2 separate regions of the Gasterosteus aculeatus genome follow, and region 1 is linked to region 2. A link is a contact called in public Hi-C data. All regions are on one chromosome and are shown on one strand. The core of a region is the stretch at or near the end of the contact, and the rest is flanking DNA. Distances in the headings are between cores, read along the strand shown.

Region 1 (3,347 bases), core at 745-3,244, 200 kb before region 2:
TTATCGGAGGAAGTTCTTAGGGTTCCTGGAGGAGATTGTAGGTGTTTTCTAGTAGGCTCCGTTGTGTTCTAAAGAGGCTCTGGGGGTTCCTATGGGGGTTTTGGTAATCTCAGAGAGTCATGGGAATGATTCGAAAAGTGGTACATTGGTCCATTAAATACTCTAAAGGTTTCTAGTGGGTTCCAGCTGCTTTACGGTTCTGATCCTTTTTAGGGAGCCTCTTAGGATCTAGAAGGAGAACCCAGAGAGGGTTCCATTCCAGAGGAGGTTCAAAGGGGCTCTCTGAGGCCTCTGGGTTCTTGGATGGGTTCCTCAGGCTTTATATGACGTCCTAGGAGTCTGCAGAAGGTTCTGGTTTCATCAGACAGAGGTTCTTGTCATTTAAAGGGGAGCCAGGAGCCTTTGGGCCCAGGGCCTCTTTAGTGGGTTCCACAGGTATCTCAGGCAATCATAAGGGGGTTCCAAGAGGCCTGTTGGGTTCCAGGTGTTTTAAGGACCTCTAATACTTGGTCCTGTATCTCAGGGTCTGATGTTCCAGGAGGTCTTGAATAGATTTGAGCTCACAGTTCCAGATGGTTCTACAGCTGATGCTGTCTTATTGTCACGTTTGTTCATTTATTTATTCAACCTTGATAAATAAAATAAAATCAAGTCAAGTGAACCTTGTTTTTAAATACAAGCATCTCATTCGAGTCGTTCCTGGCATGTTGTGTGAAAATGTGATATTCAAAGAAAAACACCAGTTTTATTGATTTAATGAAGTGTACCAGATTTTAGAAGAGAACATGTAGTAATACTAATAATAACAATAACATAATTATATCCCGAACAGTAATGCTAATTAATAAAGATGATTTATTTTAATAAGCCTGTTGCCTTCTGGTTTGTAATCCTCTTCTTCCTCCTCTTCCTCCTCGGCATGTTCTCGTTGACTTTCTCCCCGCACACGGATCTTTTTTTCGGGCTTCCAGACGCTTCTGGGTCCCTGGAGGAAAAGCAGCGGGCTAAAGGAGGATAAATATTTAATCAGCGCTGCTCTAGAGTTTGTGCTTAATTAGAGGAATTCTGCTCCTGCCACGAAAATGAACAAAAAAATGACTGCTGGAGATGTCAAGCCCCCCCACCCAAAAAAAGCAGAAACATCAAGAGGCGTGATCAGAACCACACAAACAGTTATTATTTTGAGAGTGATTGATCTAAATTATACGACTAAAGAAAAAATATATACAAGTGTGAAATAAAACACTGAAACGCATCGTTTTAGCGCTGCCTGTGTGTGTGTGTGTGTGTGTGTGTGTGTATGTGCGCGTATGGTTGTGTGTGCGTGTGGTTGAGTTAGAGAGACCGCGCCATATGTCCGTGCGTAAAACAGAGCGCAAATTGGTGCCAAATCCGCGCGTCGCTCGTGTCAGTCATCCTAACGGCGGGATGACAGAGGAGATTATTCCACATGAAACCTGTTAACCCCCCCGCCTGCAAAAAAGAGAAGCGAAGTGAAGGAAGCCTGAGCTTCTTCTGAGGAAACGAATACAGATCCGAGCTTCAGTATGTCGGTCGTGTCTCGCTGAGGAGAATCTGACGCGGAAGGTTTGGATGTTTGACGGAATTGAACCTCGTGCCGACAGATTGAGAAGCCGCATATTAACACAAATAAAAAGTCCTCTAAATGAGCTCGTGAGTTGTTGCGTGAAGCTGCCGAACGTCACGTGTCGTAATCAATGCATTTGATCACCCGTATGTTCGCCTCATTAGCTGACATATCTCCTTCTTCCACTTTTTAAAAGTTTCATGTTTTAGCTGTGCACGCGGAAACCCTTATTTGGCGTGCCTTTTCTTTCTTTTTTTCTCTCTCAGCCGTGACGCAACGCGGCTTCAGCCCAATGGGGCTCCAGAGGTGCGACCGATATGCAAACGAGCAGCCCTTATTTGGGCGTGTCCCCGCCCCCTCGCCGATCCGCGCCGGTCCCGCGGGAGGCTCCGGAGCCTCGGACCCCGGGAGAAGGAGCTCTCCGCCGGGACGGAGGAGCCATAAAGAGCCGGGGAGGGAGGGGGATGAGATTTTCTCGCTGCCCAATCCCCCTGTTCCCCCGGGAGCGAGCAGCCTCCCGCGCTCCGTCCCTCCCTCTTGTTTGCTAATCATTTCATTTTACTCCTTTTTGAAGCGGTGGCTTGTTTTTTTATCCCACTTTTCATTTCTCCACAATCCGCGGCTGCTCGCCTCCCTCTGATCCCGCTCTCCACGCTGCGTTCTCCCGGCGTCAGGCTCTGGATCCCGGTGATTCTCGCCTCTCTGACTCTCCCCCCTCACTCTCTCTCTCTCTCTCTCCCTCTCTCCCTCTCTCCACCTTTCTCTGCCGGCTCCTCGGAGATGCTCTCCCCGCTCTCCGCTCCTCTCTCCGCCCTCTTTTAACTTCACAGAGCCGCCGGTTTTCTAAAGCGCAGAGTGCTGCGGAGCCGCGGCTGGGATCTAAAACCACCCCGCAGAAACCCAGGGGGATCCCGGACTCTTCTTTGGACCAGGACCCTGTACTTTGGGGAAGCGTGTCCTCCACCCCTCCTGCTCCACTCCCTCCGCATCGCTCCTCTTTTTCTCCACCTTAATCCAGGTGGTCCTTTGGCTTTTTTTTTGGAGTGTTGGGTACAAGGAGGATTATTCGTCTTCTTTCTTGTTTCTGGTGAAGACAAAGCTCCCAGAAGGACACTTTGATGTTCTCCATCCAGGACAGCCTCCCCCGGGGGGCCCTGACCATGAAGGAGGAGCCGCTCCCCACCGGCATGACCCCGGTCCGCTCCTGGATGCAGGGCGCGGGGATTTTGGACGCCAACACAGCGGCCCAGAGGTAAAAAAAAACAAAAAAAACCCAAACACACACAATCAAAGCAACAACAAATCCCCCCAAAACTATGCAACTTGTCGTGTCTCCGCGCGCCGCTCGGAAGCAGCTGGACCCCCAGAGTCTCCGCGCGCCTTCCCCTAAAATACACGTGAAAGTTACCGGATTCTGATCAGAATTCACTACTAAAAGCAGAATGTGTTTGGACAAAGGTCACGAACTGCAGCTCGTTTCTCCTTCAGGCTTCAGGGTGGAGGTGTCACTTTGGGTGGTGGTGTCAGGGCGTCACGTTGCCTCCTCCTGTCCGGGGGACCCGGGTTCGCGTCTGGGGTCCCCCGCACTCTTCTTCGCGGTCTTAATAAACCGAAACTGCTGAATGATTGTTTCCGTCGCGGCTGATTATTGATTATTGAACTCACCGAATCCCGACACGCGGACACGCCGCGCGCGCGCGCACCGCGCACCGCGGAGCGGTGGCTCGGCTCCGTTTCTCCGGAACTCCTCCAGAACATT
Region 2 (2,991 bases), core at 242-2,741:
CATATGAACATAAAATAAGTAAACCTTCACATTCTAAGTATAGAAACATATTTTTAGTACAGTTTCAATTTATCTTTATTTCTACAAACTGAAACGGAATCAGACGAAGATCTCGGTGTTTAACATGCGGTCTGTGGCTCCACCTGCTGTACTCTGCTGTACTACCAGGACTACTACCACTACATGTATATATGTACTACCAGTACTACTGTCCACGCATAGAGCTAACAAAGTGATTCATCACAGTGAATAGTTCACATCATCTTTTATTATTGTTTTGCCTCCTCATGTATAATTTCCTTCATATATATTGTGCTATTTTATCGTGTATTTATACTTTATATCATAGTTCATTTTAAGCATTGATTTTTTATCCATCTTTGGATAAAAACCATGTGATTGACTTGAAAGCTCCAGAACAGAGTAGGAGATGGTATATTACTTTATTGTGTAGATGAATAACATATGTTTTCTTATTTCATCATCAGCATGACCAAATATACTTGGACATATTAAGTACAGTTCAATTTTGAAGATTTGAAGAGAATTTAGTAATTGGACAAAATACTGATATATACAGGTTTTTTTAATTGTTTCTGTCTTAAACTATCGACGGTTATGATATGTCATTAATTACACGTTGAGTCTTTCAGACATTGTTTTTCTATACAAGGTTTCAAATTCATTACTTTCACTTGTTGAGTTACCTTTAGTCTATTTCATGGCCCTTTTATTTACTGTATAAATGAAGAATGTTTAATAAATTGATCTTGATTGGGTCTGAAAATGCTCCTAATCCGCCACCTGGTGGTTAAAACCGACAACATGTTAATTGTCCCATTTCCCCCCCCCAAATTTGGTCTCATTTTATCTTCATTTGTATATATTGACAAGCATATTCTGAGGGAAAGATTCATTAGACAATTAATTCAAATTAAGAAGTAAATTAAAAATAATTACTTGAAGTGTGTCTATAATATTATGAACATAGATTCCATCCTGGCCAATATGCAAAGTTAATGTAATAACAGGGTATAAAATAAAAGAATGTGTAAGTTTAAATAAGGATGCATCATCAATATTCTAAAAGTCAATCAACCAGCATCGGGCAAGAGACGGTCGTCAGTCAATCAGAGCTGACAGAGAATTATTCTCACATTTATACACCTATGGGCAATCTTCATCATCATCAAGTAACCTAAACCCCGACTGCGGGAAGAGGGATATCCAGAGAGAACCCATGCAGAGACGGGGAACTTTATTTTTTATTTTACAGTATTAAATCATATACACGTAAAATATTGGTTTATTCTAAAAATATGATTACATATGTATCTCTTAGAAACACCCTATATTTTATTTATCTTTCTAGATATATGTATATATATATATATATGTCTGCGTGAATATATATATATAAACATATATAATATTGCACTCTAATTAAGGTATTTAAAAAAATGTTTTACTTATTCAATTTTGCTTTACCTCATTATATAGAGGTTCCAATGTGCCCTCCGCAACAGCAGGTGGGGCTAAACAAATTACCACAGAAGAAGAAGAAGAAGAAGAAGGCCGCTTCGATGACGTAGCTAGCTTGTCACAACAACAATAGCTCGACGACTTTCTGACTTCGGCTTCGCTCAAACGACGTTCTCACGCCTGAGCGTTTTTTTACCGGCTGACTTTAGAAAGGGAATTTGCCGGTGACTTTACTGAGTATTTCATTTGGGGTAAGTCTGCTGCTGTTGTCTCTGTACGTTAACGGGGGGGTTGTTAGCCGTTAGCTAACTGCGCAGAGCATAATGTATGCTAGGTACGTTAGAATGAGGCTAACACTGTTAGCCTAACACTGTTAGCCTCATTCTAACATATTTTTGAACGCTTTGAAGGTGTAAGTATTTCTTAACACAGAAACACTTATCACAAACATTCAACATAAACACTTAAAAGGAAACATCATCTTTCGGTTTATCACAAATATTCAACATCAACGCCAACCAGCGTAAGTAATATATGAAGATATTGCTATTAGTTTCATCACGAAACGATATGTAACGTTAGGACGTTCTCACTTGTTTCTGGAGATTATGTTGATAGCGTTAAATGACGATCTCTGATGGTAGTTCAATGTTTTAACCCTTTCAGGGCCATTGTGTTTTTTTCTTTTTCTTGCGGTCAAATTGTAAAGATGCATTTGGCTACTTTAACACTTTGGTAAGAAGTTTTAAAGTTGTATTTAAAACACCGTGCTTGCTAATTTTCTTCGCGTCTCATATGTCAAAAAGGTACCATTCCCTCTCCCGTGTACTCACTCACCTGATCAGTTGGTGTTGCTGAGTATTTTTCCCCTCAAGACGAACGTCCACACCATTTCTGCCGATTTTACATCTCCTGTCTTCCCCGACACCTTCTGTCTGCAGAATACGCGCTGCCCCCCTTCCCCCCGAGCGTTTCTACTTCCATCATGTCTCACAACTACCTGTTCAGACCACCTGCGGGCGACTCCGATCGCAGACCTGATCGTGGACCGCGCGCTTCTCCAGACCGCCGGCACCCTTCTCCAGACCGCCGGCAGGGTCCATCGGGCCGCCGGAACGCCTCATCGGGCCACCGACGCGGCTCTCCAGACCGCCAGCCCGCCTCTCCAGACCGCCGTTACTCCTCTGCGGACCGCCGCCAGGCTTCATCGGGACGCGACTTTTACAGGCCGCCTCTGGAGTCCTTGTCCGTGTCCCACCCGCCCACATCCTTTTCCTCCAGAGGGGCTCAGTTGGCTCAGGATGGCGCTCTCGGCATCCTGAACAGCTGCGGCCTAGAGCCCGCCGACCTGGCGCTGCTGGCCGAGCTTCCTGAAGACGTCCTCACCGTTGAGTCCCTGCCCCAAGTCCTCCAGCAGATCAAGGGAAAGCGGGGGACCGTCAAATCGCATCCTTCTGGTAGTCGTCCTCCTTCTTACTCCTCGTCTTCCTCTTACACACCCAGCTCCTC

Evidence for each region. Hi-C and Micro-C count contacts between places; a contact is called where the count stands out from the background.
Region 1: a contact with region 2 is called in a Hi-C map of liver, with 4 times the contacts expected there. The contact joins the promoter of LOC120817995 here to the promoter of matr3l1.1 in region 2. A contact is called at or near these places in 5 of 6 Hi-C or Micro-C datasets (liver, skeletal muscle, tail fin and 1 more).

What each region holds. Positions count from the first base shown.
Region 1 is chr4:4,931,756-4,935,102 of fGasAcu3.hap1.1, reverse strand. It overlaps LOC120817995 (transcription factor COE3), which reads left to right and starts at 1,994. Exons shown (of 16, transcript XM_078100553.1): 1 at 1,994-2,840. The coding sequence starts at 2,707.
Region 2 is chr4:4,729,552-4,732,542 of fGasAcu3.hap1.1, reverse strand. matr3l1.1 (matrin 3-like 1.1) reads left to right here and starts at 1,491. Exons shown (of 20, transcript XM_078100548.1): 1 at 1,491-1,733.